Linked DNA regions of Zea mays: region 1 is linked to region 2. The links are chromatin contacts, called in public Hi-C maps. All regions are on one chromosome and are shown on one strand. The core of a region is the stretch at or near the end of the contact, and the rest is flanking DNA. Distances in the headings are between cores, read along the strand shown.

The links. Hi-C and Micro-C count contacts between places; a contact is called where the count stands out from the background.
Region 1: a contact with region 2 is called in a Hi-C map of ear, with 2.5 times the contacts expected there. The contact joins the promoter of LOC100383605 here to the enhancer-like site in region 2. A contact is called at or near these places in 6 of 25 Hi-C or Micro-C datasets (bundle sheath, ear, leaf and 2 more).

Annotation. Positions count from the first base shown.
Region 1 is chr6:37,089,793-37,097,425 of Zm-B73-REFERENCE-NAM-5.0, reverse strand. It overlaps LOC100383605 (Transcription factor IIIA), which reads left to right and starts at 5,802. Exons shown (of 9, transcript NM_001362095.1): 1 at 5,802-5,933; 2 at 6,025-6,175; 3 at 6,286-6,429; 4 at 6,709-6,840; 5 at 7,300-7,443. It overlaps LOC100284595 (protein alx), which reads right to left and starts at 5,648. Exons shown (of 13, transcript NM_001157490.2): 1 at 5,298-5,648; 2 at 4,863-4,975; 3 at 4,700-4,776. The coding sequence starts at 5,538.
Region 2 is chr6:36,570,748-36,577,887 of Zm-B73-REFERENCE-NAM-5.0, reverse strand. No RefSeq gene overlaps it. Among protein-coding and RNA genes, the nearest start is that of LOC103629193, 33 kb to the left of the region's middle. Within about 2 kb of position 2,042, at least 16 of the 20 cell types and tissues checked have an H3K27ac peak or open chromatin away from gene starts, as enhancers often do. A contact at or near this core is called in bundle sheath, ear, leaf and 2 more, where this site is marked.

The DNA of each region.
Region 1 (7,633 bases), core at 4,553-7,052, 520 kb before region 2:
AAAGACAGAAGACAAGCTGCAAGGCTAAGATCCATGTTCAATGATTGTATGTGGAAGATGGTTGCCGATGATAATGAACAAACGGTGATTAGTAAGCAAGCTGACGACTATGAGAGGTCGGAAGGAGAGTGCTTCTCAAAGCAAGGAGCAATAAGGGACAGAGACAAAAAAAATCCTAGTAAGTTTTTTTGTCTCTCTATTTTATTTTCTGCGTGAAATTGTATATTCATATTAGTTTGCAATTGCAGTTCTTTGGTGGGGTTCGTATGGTGGCCTAGCATATGAGCTTCAATGTCTAGCAAAAAGAATTATTAGTCTTTGTTGTTCAGCATCTGGTTGTGAGCGTAATTGGAGTGTATTTGCTAATGTAAGTGAAGTCCTGCTCCTGCTGTCCTTAATTAACTGCTGCTGACCTGCTGTCCTGTGTCCTTAATTGGAGTGTATTTTTCTGTTTTTTATTTCTTTTAGATCCACACCAAAAAGAGGAACAAGTTGGAGCACAAAAGATTGGATAAATTGGTGTATGTCAGCTACAACCGTAAGATGCAAAACAGATTTCAAAAAATCAGAGAGCTCGGTTCTAAAGGAAAGAGGAGCAATCCACTACTGCTAAATGACTTTCAATGGGAGAGTGAATGGGTTGTTGAAAACGATGAGGTTCATGCAGGTGATGGTGCTGATATTACTTGGGCCAATGTGGATGAAGTTGTTGGTGCAACGGAGGGTCTAAGGGGTCGTAACTTGCCTCGTGCTGCTTCTACACGTGCTGCAGTTTCTAGCCAAATTATTGCTTATTCTCGGTCTAGAAAGCGACAAAGGGACATAGACCAACATCCTGAAGGTGATGCAGCAGATGAAATGGACGAGGATAATGATGATGAATCTGGACCTGCTGAAGTTGCTGATGCAGGCTTCCATTTGGATGATGATTTGCTTTAAAATTTAGATTATTGTAGGCTACAACTGCAAGCAGACTGTGCTTTTATCTTTTGTGCTACTCGGTGCTCATATCTTTTGTGCTACTTTTGTGCTATTGTTCGCTGTTGCACTAGAGTAGACAGTTAAAACATGAACTTATTTCTTGTGGCTTGTGCATGTGCTTTTATGATTGGAATTGGGTTATTGCTTGTGGTTGTGGCTTGTGCTTTTATGTTGTTATTCAGGAATCAAGTCTTCAAGACTCAAGAGGTAGGGCTGCAAGATTGATGGACAGATGGAGAGATGAAGAATTGGAGATTATGCCATTATGGGATGTCACATGTCAGGTTCAGGTAAGTCACAAATCACAATGAAGCAATATGTTACTTTGTTTATCCTAGTTGTTTGTTCTAATTTATATAATGTATACAGGTATATTTATATAAATACCTATATAAGTATAGCTAATAGTCTAGGACGACCAGGGACCGACTAGGGGTCGACTAGTCGCCCTAGTCGTCGCCTAATCGCGACTAGTCGCCTGGTCGGTCCCGGTGTTCGACCAGGCGACTAGGCGATTTGAAATCATTGATTTGGACTCATCCCATTGAAAACACAATCATTCCGATGCTTCCAAAGACACCACGCCCCCAGGAATTAAGGCCAGCCTGAGAAGATCCCCCCAAGGGAGCGGAGATGCCTTTCCACCATGCCATGAAGTCCTCTTCACCCGGTTGCGGTGCCACACCAGCAAGCCCAATCCTTTGGAGAAGGATAAACCAGAATTGTCGAGCGAAAACGCAAGACAGCAGCAGGTGGTTGATCGTCTCCTCCTCCTGGTCACAAAGGACACAAGCGTCGGGATGGTCGAGGTTGCGCCTAGCCAACCGGTCGGCCGTCCATCAACGGTTGTGGGCAACCAGCCATAAGAAGAATCGACACTTTGGAGGCGCCCAACTTTTCCAAATAAGATCGCAATGCTCGAAAGTGATTGAGCCCATGAAGATCATCCCATAAGCAGACTTTGCTGAATACTGGCCCGAGCTTGAGAATCTCCAGATATGCTTATCAGGGGTATCGGGCAAGAACAACACCTCTGAAACAGCTTCCGCTAAGTTAATGAACTCTGCGATGACCACAACAGTGACCGTACCACGAAGATCGTGAACCCAAGCCATATCAGTTAAGCCCTCAACGACCGTTCTCTTGTTAGCTACTCTCTTAGGAACCATAGCATATAGGTGGGGGGCCAGATCAACCAGGCGCTGCCCTAACAACCATCTGTCACCCCAAAACAAGGTGTTCCTGCCATCTATGTTACCCTGACACGGGGATATGGATACGGATACGCGATACGTCGATACCCCGATACGCCATTTCTCAAAAAACACTGATACGGCGACACGTAAATATATATTATAAATAAAAATAAATAGCAGGATTATTAGCGACGTGCAAAACTACCTTCGCTGTCACTGGCCTCAGTAGATGCAGAAGCAGAAGCATTTGAACTCGCTAGTCGCTGCCATGGGATCTAACAAGACCGGAGTTGTACCAGTCAACAGATTGAGAAGCAAGGAGTTTGAGAAGCAAGAAGGGAAGATAAGAACACAGACCTACAGATTGATTTGTGGCAAAGGTGTGCAGGCAGCCACAAAACACACCGACGTCGACCTGTGGATCGATGGGCGTCACTGTGACATGGATCGGCGACAATGGCTAGAAACCCAGTCTGGCAGTGGCAGCTACAGACCCACCAATCATCAGGCGGCAACTCCAATCGGTGACTGATGACCACAGATCGACTGCGACAGTAGCAACGAGCCCACGGCTCATCAGGCGGCGGCTCCAATCAATGAACGGCAGCGACAGACCTCGTGGCGGCGGCACCAATCGGCGGCTGGTAGGTTGATAGCCACATACCTCACTGCGCGCCGGCGACTGGTAGGCCGACGGTCACAGACTTCGCGACGTAATCGGCGACGACGACGACGGTTGGGGGCCAGATCAACCAGGCGCTGCCCTAACAGCCATCTGTCACCCCAAAACAAGGTGTTGCTGCCAGCCTGCCATCTCCAACTTCAGAGACTAAGGCAAGATCGAAGAGAGACTTGACCTGATCTGAAAACTGGAGTTGAAAAGAAGCCCAAGCCTTGTCCGGACTAGTCTTTTGAAGCCAAAGCCATCTAACACGGAGAGCCCAATTCAAAGACTGTAAATTAGAGATGCCGAGACCACCCAGCTCTTTAGGTCTAGTGACTTTAGGCCAAGCAATCAGACAATGACCTCCATTAGTCTCGCTTCTACCACGCCAAAGAAAATTTCTCATGATTTTATCCATGGCCTTGAGGGCCCAAGGAGAGAGATCTAGAGCCATAGCATGATAGACGATAGTAGCTGTCAACACAAACTGAACCTGGACCGCTCTTCCTGCCTTAGTCATAAGATCAGCCTTCCAACCCGGGAGAGAGTTCGCCAAGCGGTCAATGAAGGGCTGTAATTGCGCTTTATTGAGCTTTTTTAAGGACAGTGGCAGCCCCAAATATTTGAAAAGGAATTCCTCCAGCTTGCAAGGCAGATGATCTTGAACAGTGGCTACCTCCGACTGTGAGCACCTGATAGGGATAATACTACTTTTCTGAATATTTGTTTGGAGACCGGAAGCTTCACCAAACAGCCTGAGTATATTTCCCACCAGAACAAGGTCATCCACTGTAGGTTTGATGAAAAGTGCAACATCATCCGCGTAAAGAGAGACTCTATGCAGAAAGGAACAAGTTGACAGGGGTTGCAACAGCCTAGCTTCAACAGCTCGCCCCACCATGAGGTTTAGAACGTCCATCACCAAAATGAATAACATAGGGGAGAGGGGGTCTCCCTGCCGCAGCCCTCTTCTGTGCGGAATGAAGTCCCCTGGAATACCATTAAGGAGAATCTGAGAGGAGGATGTGGCAAGCAGCCCACTCACAATGTCACACCATCCAGCACCAAACCCCAGACTCTGCAAGACTTCCAACAAGAAGGGCCAAGATACTGAATCAAACACCTTTGATATGTCCAGTTTCAGCATAATTGTTGGCTGATTCTGAGAATGAAGGAAGCGGGTTGTTTGTTGGACCAACATGAAGTTGTCTTGAATAAATCTTCCCTTGATGAAAGTACTTTGGTTCTTGGACACCATACTATCAAGTTGACCTCCCAACCGGTTTGCAAGGATCTTCGTAATCAGTTTAGCAAAACTATGAATGATGCTTATAGGCCTAAACTCCTTGGCATTAGACGGGTTCTCAACCTTGGGAAGGAGGATAACAAAGGCTGAATTAAGAGCCCGAAAATTCCGAAAGTCTTTCCTCCAAATTGCTACAACAGCCGCCATGATGTCCTTCTTAATGATTGGCCAACACACCTTATAAAATCTTCCCGTGAAGCCATCGGGCCCCGGCGCTTTGTCAGAGGGCATCTGCTTGATGGTATCCCAAACTTCTTCTTCCGAACATGAGTTGACAAGGTGATCCAGAAGATGGTGTTGGATCCCGAGGGCCTCAAGATCAATGGAAGGTGCTGCTCAATTATTTTACGGAGCTGATTGGTAGCAGCAATGCAACCAAACTAACATGCACGAAACAACAAAGCTAATGTGCATTGCTGTGTCCTTCTCAAATGTGCTGTTATTCATATGTAATCCTAGAAATCCTATTCTAATAGAAAAGGCAGCCAAACTTATAACTATTTTGTAAAAAAGTGCCAATGCTAAATACAACGGGATCTGCATAGCACACACCCAGCAAAATACTCCGATGCCTTCTCGGCCCCGTCCTTCAAGGCAATGCTAACTCCAAAAAGCACGGCAGCAAGAATCTGAACAAACCCAATGTATTAGCTCCATGTGTAGAAGTAACTCTAAGCTGAATCAACAAAATGGTAGATAGATAGAAAAAACTGACCACAAGTGTCACCCTTCTAATGGCAGAGCCTTTCCCACTCGTGCTGGACACCGCTACGGGTTCTGCACCCTTTTTGGGTTGAGCACGTGGAGTAGAATTTACCGTCTCCTTTTCTGCATACATATCCAACGCGAGGTATCAGAGAGGGACAAGAAATCTCACGAAACCATCAAAAATGAATTCAGCAGATAGCATGGGAGTCCCCTTCTGAGGAACTTGATTTCAAAATGCGTCACTGAGTTATTGCGCATTTCTGATGTTGCAGCCGAACTATGGCGCCCATGGCTTGATGTTGCAACCAAACAATTGTGCGCATGGCTTGATGTTGCAACCAAGCTATTGCGCCCAAGGCTGGCTGGCTCGCAGGAGCCGAAGGAAGGAATTGGGCGGTAAGAAGCTAGACGGCGGTGGGGTGGAGCCGAGCGTCGTACTCACCAGAGCTTAGCGAGACGCCTTCCTCCTGTTCCGCCCTCCTGGCGCGCCGCCTCCGCATCCTCCCGCGCCGTCCTCCTTCCGCTTCCCCAGGGCGGGACGACGCGGCGGACACCGTGAACGGGAGAGGCCGCCACGTGAGCGGCGGCGGCGGGAGCGCCGCTCGCGCACGACGCGTCCACCACGGGTCCGGAAGCCGCGGCAGGAACCGCGTAGCGGTCGAAGCGGCCACCGCGGAAGCCATCGCCGGGGACGATCTCGGTCGGGGCGCGACGGGTGGAGCTCGGGAGCGTACGGCCGCGGGCGGAGGCGGAGCGGAGCACACTTCAGCGTCAGCCACACCGGCTGCGGTACAGGCGTATAGCGGTAGGCAGCCCACCCCACCCAAACGGAGCGCACGTGCGCCACCCGCAGCGGGACCCGTAACCCGTTTAGGACCCCGAACCCGGGAAGGCTCTCCCCTTGCCAGGTGGGCCTGATGCTCATCAGGCCCATCTCCCAGTGGTTGTTTTTGGCTTGTTCTCCCACTAACGCTTGGCGACTCACGAGTCGAGGGTTTCTCTCCTGCGCGGCGGCTACCTCTCTCCACGGCGGCGGCGGGCGATCCTGCAGATCCCGCGGCTCCCTCCGCGATTCGAGGTCAGTTTCCTCCGATTGGTGTTGCGTGTGGTGCTAATTCTGGGAATCCCGTCTCAATTTCTCGTTTATTTCGCTGTGGTTTTGGGGTTAGTCAGACTCAGATGGGGGAAGGCACAGAGAGCGGCGGCGGGGCGACCACAGCGCCGCCTCTGAGGTATATAAGGTGCTACAAGTGCGGGTTCTGCGACGTGGTCCGGTCCAAGAAGTGCTTGCTCCGCGCCCACGTGCTTGAGCACCACAAGGTACCAGCTGTGCTGCTCGCTTGCTCGCCGCCGCTTGGTTCAGACTTCAGATTTGCGCGCGTTCTCCTTTGTATTGTTCTACAGGGGTAACACTTATGGGGTGTGTGTAGGATGAGGTGGATGCTTTGGGGGGTTACTGGGAAGGTGGAGATGCTGGTCCGCGCAAAGAGATCAGCCGTGCGTGCGAACAGTGCGGGATGAGCTTCAAGAAGCAGGCGCATCTGAAGCAACATATGCAGAGCCATTCGCTCGAGGTACTGATCTGGCTGCTTATGTTGGGTTTTTTGGTATATTGCTCAGTGAATGCTCAGGCTACTAGTGCTCGCCTGGTTTGTTACTATCCGCTTAATGTTTATTGTGTGAGAAAAGGCCGAAAGCGAGATACATGCTGGTTTGACTCTTTTGGTGTGGTTGCTACAACCCTGTTATAATAACAATTGGTTCGATGGATGACTCTGTATACCTCATGGTCTTTCTTTAGTCCATTGTATGTTATTATTAATTATGCTGACTTTTGCAGTCTGTTTGTTCAGATACAGATGTGTGAAGCATTGGATCTCAAAGAACTCCAAAATGCGAGAAGGCCTTGAACGGACTAGTACCAGGATGGGGAGACCCTCCTGAGAAGCTCCATCAAGAGTTCCTTCATTCACGCTATTCTTCAGGTTGTGTGTTCTGAGCTATTCTGAGCTGCTTGCTGCTTTTTTTGTTATTATGTTCCTGTCACATGACATATGCTAAAGGTCTAGTCTGAGATTGCGATGCCACTTTTTTCAACAAGTTGGGCGTCTGCTGTTCTAGTCATATTTGATAATTGATGAATTTACACTGCAATGCTGTTTGAGTATATCTAGCTGTCACCGTTTGATGGCCCTCATTATTGACAGGATAGATTTAGCAGGCATAGAGAGACACAATTCCTGTTCTGCATAGTTTATGTGCTCGACTTTAGTTATGTGTTCACTGAAATGATTGGATCATGATCTTCCTTAGTTGAATTATACATTTCATGCAAAAATCAAATTAATTTTCATTTGAAGGTGAGTTATGCGGATACGGTGTGCTGCTATTTGCCCCTGTATTTGGGGACTGGTGTACGACATTTGATTTGCTGGTTTTTGTAGGCAATTTGTTGACATATGAATGCGTGAAGCATTGGATCCCAAAGAACTCCAAAATGCGATAAGGCCTTGAATGGACTAGTATCAGGATTGGGAGACCATCCTGAGAAGCTCCATCAAGCATGCCTTGTTCACGCGTTTCTTAAGGTTTGCTCATTTCGTTCCAGCCTTCTCATTCTAAGATTTTTCCTTTTATGTTATTATTTACTTGCACTTTTATAATTGTATTTTCTATTATTTTCACACCACTTAAAGCTCATGTTGTAGCATGCCTGGTTGCACTTTGTGGTACTGTTTGCATCTCTATTACTTTATTTGTATCAAACCTTTTTTTAGG
Region 2 (7,140 bases), core at 793-3,292:
AGTGGTGGCAAATGATGATCCAAATATGCCAAAATTGAATCAAAACAAATTTGAGTTTTCAGTTGCGTTGATGTTGCACCTCTTTTAGTTGCTTTTTATTGTGTTGGCATAAATCACCAAAAAGGGGGAGATTGGAAGGGAAATGTGTCCTTGGGCCATTTCTAAGTATTATTGGTGATTAAGTGTCCAACACAAGTGCCTAAGTGTTAAATTGTGCCAAGGACTCAAGAAGTGCAAATTAAGATTAAAGGTATGTTTCTAGACTTAGTACATTGTTTTGAAGACTAATGTATTGTGTCTAAGTGCTAGAAACAGGAGAAACAATTTTGGAGAAATTGGCTGTGTACAGCCAAAAGGCTGCTCGGTCTGGGTGCACCGGACTGTCCGGTGGGGCACCGGACAGTGTCGATCCGGTGCGCCAGGCTGGCGTCTGTCAACTGGCTGCTCTCGGGACATCGACGGCGGTGTACGGCTATAAATCACCGGACTGTCCGGTGATGCACTAGACTGTCCGGTGAGCCAACAGTCGGCCCAGCCAACGGTCGGCCACGTAATCCGCGCGCGACGCGTGGCAGAGCCAACGGTCAGAAGGGGGCACCGGACTGTCCGATGTGCACCGGACAGTGTCCGGTGCGCCAACGGCTCTGAATCTCCAACGGTCGGCTTCGCCAAAGAAGGAAAGAAATCCGCACCAGACTGTTCGGTGCGCCAGGCGACAGAAGGCAGAATTGCCTTCCTAGAATGCTCTCAACGGCTCCTAGCTGCCTTGGGGCTATAAAAGGGACCCCTAGGCGCATAGAGGAGAACACCAAGCATTCTCTAAGCATTTCTAAGCACCAAGACTTCAATTCCGCGCATTCAATTCTTTGTGATAGCAACTAGAGCTCCATTTGAGTAGAGAACTCTTTGAGTTGTGTTGAGAGCTCGTGTTGTGACTTGTGTGCGTATTGTCACTCTGATTTTGTGTCTTGTGTGCGTTGCTCATCCCTCCCTTACTTCGTGCTTCTTTGTGAACATCAAAGTGTAAGGGCGAGAGGCTCCAAGTTGTGGAGATTCCTCGCGAGCGGGATAAAGTAAACAAAGCAAAACACCGTGGTATTTAAGTGGGTCTTTGGACCGCTTGAGAGGGGTTGATTGCAACCCTCGTCCGTTGGGACGCCACAACGTGGAGTAGGCAAGTGTTGAACTTGGCCGAACCACGGAATAAACCACTATGTCTATCTGTGATTGATCTTCTTGTGGTTATCGTGTATTGCAAAAACTCTTCTCTAGCCACTTGGCTTTATTGTGCTAACTCCTAATCAAGTTTTTGTGACATTAAGTTTTAAGTTTTACAGGATCACCTATTCACCCCCTCTAGGTGCTCTCAGATGCACCACCTCAATTTGGATGTAGTGATTCATTAAACCAAACACTCCCTAACTTTTCCTCTGGAGCGGAGCAGTGTGTTTCATTTTTCCCACCGACGACACGCTGAATTAAGCGACGAATCAGTCGAGCGATGGGATTGTTAATTTGTTTGTTTGTTTGCCCGGCACGCACTGAGGGTGACTTTGGAACCGACGTACAGGTGGCTAGCTTGGGTGGCTCTGGCCTCTTGTTAGGAGTAACAGTCACCCTTGGCTAGCTAGCTAGTATAGAACACCTCGAGGACTCTTTCGCGAGGTCCTCAAAACATGAGGTCGACCTCGATCTAGACCTCGACGCATGTAGCAGGAGTTGGCTGAGACGCGAGCACGGACGCCGTGCGCACAGTACGGCCAAGTAATGCAAACACGCGGTCCAGTCGAAGCCACACACGACGGCATGGCAGAGGAGTAGGGCACCTACAGCTTTCGCGCGCGGACGTCGCTGGCGCCTGGCATGACATGGCATGGCAGGCAGACATCAGCGACTACTAGGATGTAGTGCAGGCACGATTTGCATGTGGAGAAAGGAGGAGGAGGACAAGGCAACCAACCAGCCACTACTAGGATGATATATAGATATGCATGATGCCCGGACCACGTACGGATAAGGCAACGTGATCATTTCATGGGAGAGTGAACATACCTACAGCAATCACCTATACGGATGCTGCATGGTCCTGCTGCTCCTCTTCCGTCCGTCCGTCCTTGAGCATGCAACCACCAACCAGATCAAATCATCAGATGGCGTGGTTCACGTTTCGCTATCGGTACACGCGTGTCTGCTAGCCTTCTAGCTACAAGCCCTGCCCTGCAGACAATAATAATAACCATGGCTATTGGTTGCAGCTGGGTCCACACCATGTCTTGTCAGAGCGAAACGTGAACCAAGGCAAGGCCTGCCAAACTACTGCTAGACTCTCATGTAATGTAATGGTTAATATTTACGAGTACCACCCTCAAATCGATCTAGAGTTCGATCTCTTTTGGAGGCGAATTTTTGGATTGGGTAAATAAATCTCCTTATTATGCCCCGCTCGCTTCTTCCAGGTTACATTCTACACGGAACCGTGTTTCGGTCTCTTCTTATCTCTGTTATACTTAAAGCACCAGTTTCAACGGTCGTCCTGCGTTATTTTTTTTAAAAAAAAAGTCACCATATTTCTTCCAAATCTACTCAGCGTAAAATATTAAAAAACGGTGCAGCAGCTGGTGTATGTTAAAAAGCGATGCAGGAGATGGGGTTTGAACCCACACCCTGATGGAAGAAGGTTGGAAGACACTGGGCGAAGCTGTCTAACTAGTATAACATCATGCTCAGATGTTTATAATATTAAATATAAATGGTATATATGTATATATATTTTTTGTAAAAAATAAAAAATCCTGCGTGGCCGGGCCAGCACTACGGGTCGAAACTACGGCCTAAGCACCGCACGACGCTCGTGCCGGGTTGTCCCGGGCACTATTAAATGGGTCGTGCCTCGGGCCGGCTTGCCAGACACGGCCCATTTGGCCATCTATACCTCCACACGATAATGATGGTCCTCACCTCAGTTGCCACCACCTCGTTCGCCATTCTACTTCTTATTACTCTCCCCTCATGCCTCCACCTCCGCGCCACTCCATTCTCGGCAGAAGGCATAGGAGCAGGCGTCTCCTCCCCGTATTCATCCGACATCAGCCCCGACACCGACTCGCGCAGTGGCTATTGCACGTCCACGGGGACGTTTCACATCCTACACGCACCATCGTTTTCACCGTCGTCGGACGTCTCGTTCGTCTTCCCTGTCTTCGCCCTGTTCTTCCACCCCAACCTGCTGCCATCGCCCACGGAAGACGAACGATGGCCTTTCTCCGTGCGTGCTGTCGAGGAGTACATGGTGGCGTCTGCCACGCTTAGGTTATCTTAGCGATGAGGAGTCTAGGTCTGAGATATTGGACAACTAAGGTCCGTAGCGTGGCAGCAGTCGACATATGCTACGGAGTTGGTACTGGTGTTGTGTCCCTTCGGCGGGTCTAGAGCTGGGAAGACAGTCGCATTCTCTCGCCCTTCTCGGACTGACGCCTGGTGCGAGTGCCTCTTGGTTTGGAGATGCTCCGGCTGGGCTTCTTTCTCCGCTTGCGTGCTCTCTCCCTATATATCTAGCGGTATACTGTCTATGTCGCCTCCAGATGCCCAGGTCTTCGTCGTGTCCTTCTCCGACAACGAACATGTATGTCTGCCTCTTCCCTTCCCCTCCTGCTCTACGAAACCTTAGAAGTGGGGGAGGCGAGGGCGTGGGTCTCTGATTTGCTTCCTATGGTACCCGTGCGTTCATAAAAAATATTATGCAAAGAGTGGAGACAACCAATAAAAAATCTTGAGATCTTTTTGGTGAATAATTTATATGGGTATTGTTATGAGCCGTCGCAACGCACGGGTAACCGACTAGTATTATAATAACAGAAGAGCGAGGGTCCTTTCTCTCCCCTGCCAAGTTAGTTTTTACATGCTACTACTATGCTAGTAGTATTTCTCATGTCTGTCCATTATGATAATAATTAATTGACTATTCGTTTTAGATTAAACCCAGCTTTTTAGACTGTTTTAGTTATAATTCATAGCGACAAAAACACTGTATAAACAGTAGAAGCCGATACAGATTAAAGCCAATTAAACATGCTGGTCTGACTCAGGTTAGCTGACTCATCACACTAGCCAGAGGCCTAGCTAGCCAGTTACTAAATAAATTGAGATAGAATACAACTGCCTCATCACACTTAGCAGCATGGTCAAATACGTACCTAACCCGATCTACATCCAGTTACAGAAGCTGTTTCTAGACGGAATCCCACCATGCACCTCATGCTTCTTCAGATGCCCGCCCCCAGCTAAAGCTTATCGCACGTACTCAAAATAGCAGTGGCCAGGGCATATATTATTATTAAGAGTACCCTATCGCCAATTGAGGAAACGCACTAGCACACACGTATATATATCGTGAATGATTTCCTGTTTTTTAGTCGTTAAAGTTTCGTTTTAATCCCACTAGATAAACTTTAGCAGTTTTTTTAGCTACTTTTAGCCATTTAATGATCTAAACATTAGAGCTAATGGTAGTGTGATAAAATTTAGCACCTATTATCTCATAAACTGCTCAAGGGGTGCTAAAAGTAGCTAAACGTGTGCCACTGAACCCCATTTCCACCCATATCCTCCAACCTTATTCTCTCTCTCCGCATTAGGGGTATATGTGTCTTTTTATTCCAATGTGCTAAACTTTATTAGAGTAGTCCAAACACCACAATGAGCTAAACTTTAGCACTTCAATTTATATGGCTAAAGTTTAGCAGGAAGCTAAAATTTATCCATTGAGATTGAAACAGGGCCTAAAGAAACCAAACAATCCCCTAAGTCCAACCGTAATCAGATAACATACTAGATACTGTCCTATTTAAACTTGTTACCAGTGGAAATAGAGTGTAAATTATTACTGCTACCATGCATTTACGATATATTTCTTGAACCAAACGACACCTAAGTTATTGTTAGGTCGTATGTCTTTGCACTCAGTGCGTGTTATCCTGGTGCTCCCCATGACCCACCGTCAATAATGAGTCCCGTGATCAAATATATGTTGCTTCTATAGATATACAAACTGTTTGATTCAGTCTTTTTCTGACCAACTTTTTCTGAAATCTGGTTTTGGCGAGAATTCGGTTTTGGAGAGAATCTGAGTATCATTGAGGATAAAAGTGTCTATAGGGTCCAGGATCTAGAAAAGTGACAGATTCATACTATTGCAACGACTTGACCACTCATGTGTTTATGTTCATTTTGGATGGTTTTTTACCAAAATGAATTTTATAAAGGTTGGCTAAAAAGTTGAGTGTTTGGCAGTTCGCAGCAGATTTTGGTGTCCAGAAGCTGAAAAAAAAACTGCAACAATCAGGGTCATATAGGCCCCCACACCGCACACACACAAAAAAAATCCAAAAATCAGGATAGACCACTAGCTAGACCCCCAAAAGTGACCCTGATCGACAGGGTTCGGTCAAAATCGCACGAAAGGGAGTATTGTGCTTAATTTTAGAGATGTTTGAATACAATAAAACTAATAATTATCTGTTAAAATTAGCTAAAAACATATAGAGTCTAGCTAATATTTCAGCTCTTAGAATTAGCTAAAAGTTAGCGTACTGTTTATTGGCTAGCTAATTCCGCTAACAATTTTTTTAGCCAACTAAGTAACTATTAACTGTAGTGCATTAGCTTAATTTATATTTATATATAAATCGGCGAGCGATCAGCTAGCAGAGCCTGTGTGTAAAGACGATTCTTCATGCCTACTAAAACAAGGCGAACCCCCATGGGTTCCCCTAGCTAGAACCTAGTAGTTCCGTTTCTTAATTTAACCCCCCACAAAAGCAAGCGCTGTCCCTTCTCCATTGGGTATTATTTCCGTTTCAGGAGAAGGATTCCTCATTGGTTGGTTGGTTACGTTATTAGGGTGCCCGTTCCAGCAGCCAGGAAGTACAGCGTACTACGAGGTATAAAGAAATGGTATCACGAGACGTGGAGGATTGGTGTCCAGACCAAATCAATAAGGGGTCATCTCCGCTAAAAATGCCATGGGTCCTATATGTGTAATAATATGAACGATATCACGGATTCTGTACGATTTTATGCGTTATATATAACAATTCATGCGTGGATCAGGCAGCAGAGTCATGCATAAGAAAGCAGGGACAACTGAAATTTCTGCAGCAATATTATAACTCAAAGCTCATGAGTAGACGTTCTACCGTGTGCTCGCTGGGCTTATCTCTCTTGCAGATTCTCTGTTACATCGCTTATCCTATTTTCTATTTTAAATTTTTTCTTTATAAATAATGTTATCTACAGTTTCACGTTTACTTTTTGTTTTCCAAGACAGTCGGAGACAGACGAAATCAGTCGATCTCGTCAGGTATAGATAGAGATAGGGCGAGAAACCTACACGTTCAAACAAAAGCAAAACAAGTCAAATCAGCAACTATTGCTTTGACCTTCTGCATGCGCTACACAGGAGACAGCTGTAGTTTTTACATTTAATCATTGACCATGGTAACCTAAAAGTTAACTAGCATTCTTCATATAACGTTTAGCTTTAATTCGTACCGGCTTCTGTTGCTTCTACAATATTTTTATCTATATGGATTAAAGATGCAGCAGTGTAAAAATCCGACTTTAATCTGAAACGAACAACCAATGGTTGCAGAAAACAAAGACCTGCTTCTGAAACAGTTCAGCCAATGGTTGCAGACAAATCACGACGTTTTGGTTCAGAAGTATTTACCTTGTTACGAAGGACCTATATGTAAGCAATGTTTCCTGAATCAGGCAATGTCTGATTTTCTCCCCTGATGATGTGATATCAATGTATCTTTGTTCCTGCTTGGTTACCACAAAAGGATGCTTCAAAGTCAAATACCGGTTATTATAATCATCCTCGATCCTCGTGGAAAAACAAAAACACTCAATCACTACATTCGAACATAACTTATATATATCAAAGGGTAGATACCTGCAAATTTTCAAAGGAAATACGTTTCTTTACAACGAATTGATTTTTTCAAGTTAGTTGGACTGGACAGGTGCAGGAGGGAAGTTTCACAAAAACTTAATGGAAAAAGGTTGACATAGTTTTCATTTATTTAGAATAAAGTAAAGTAGCCGACACGATAGCAGCAGGAATGCCCTTCCCACTAA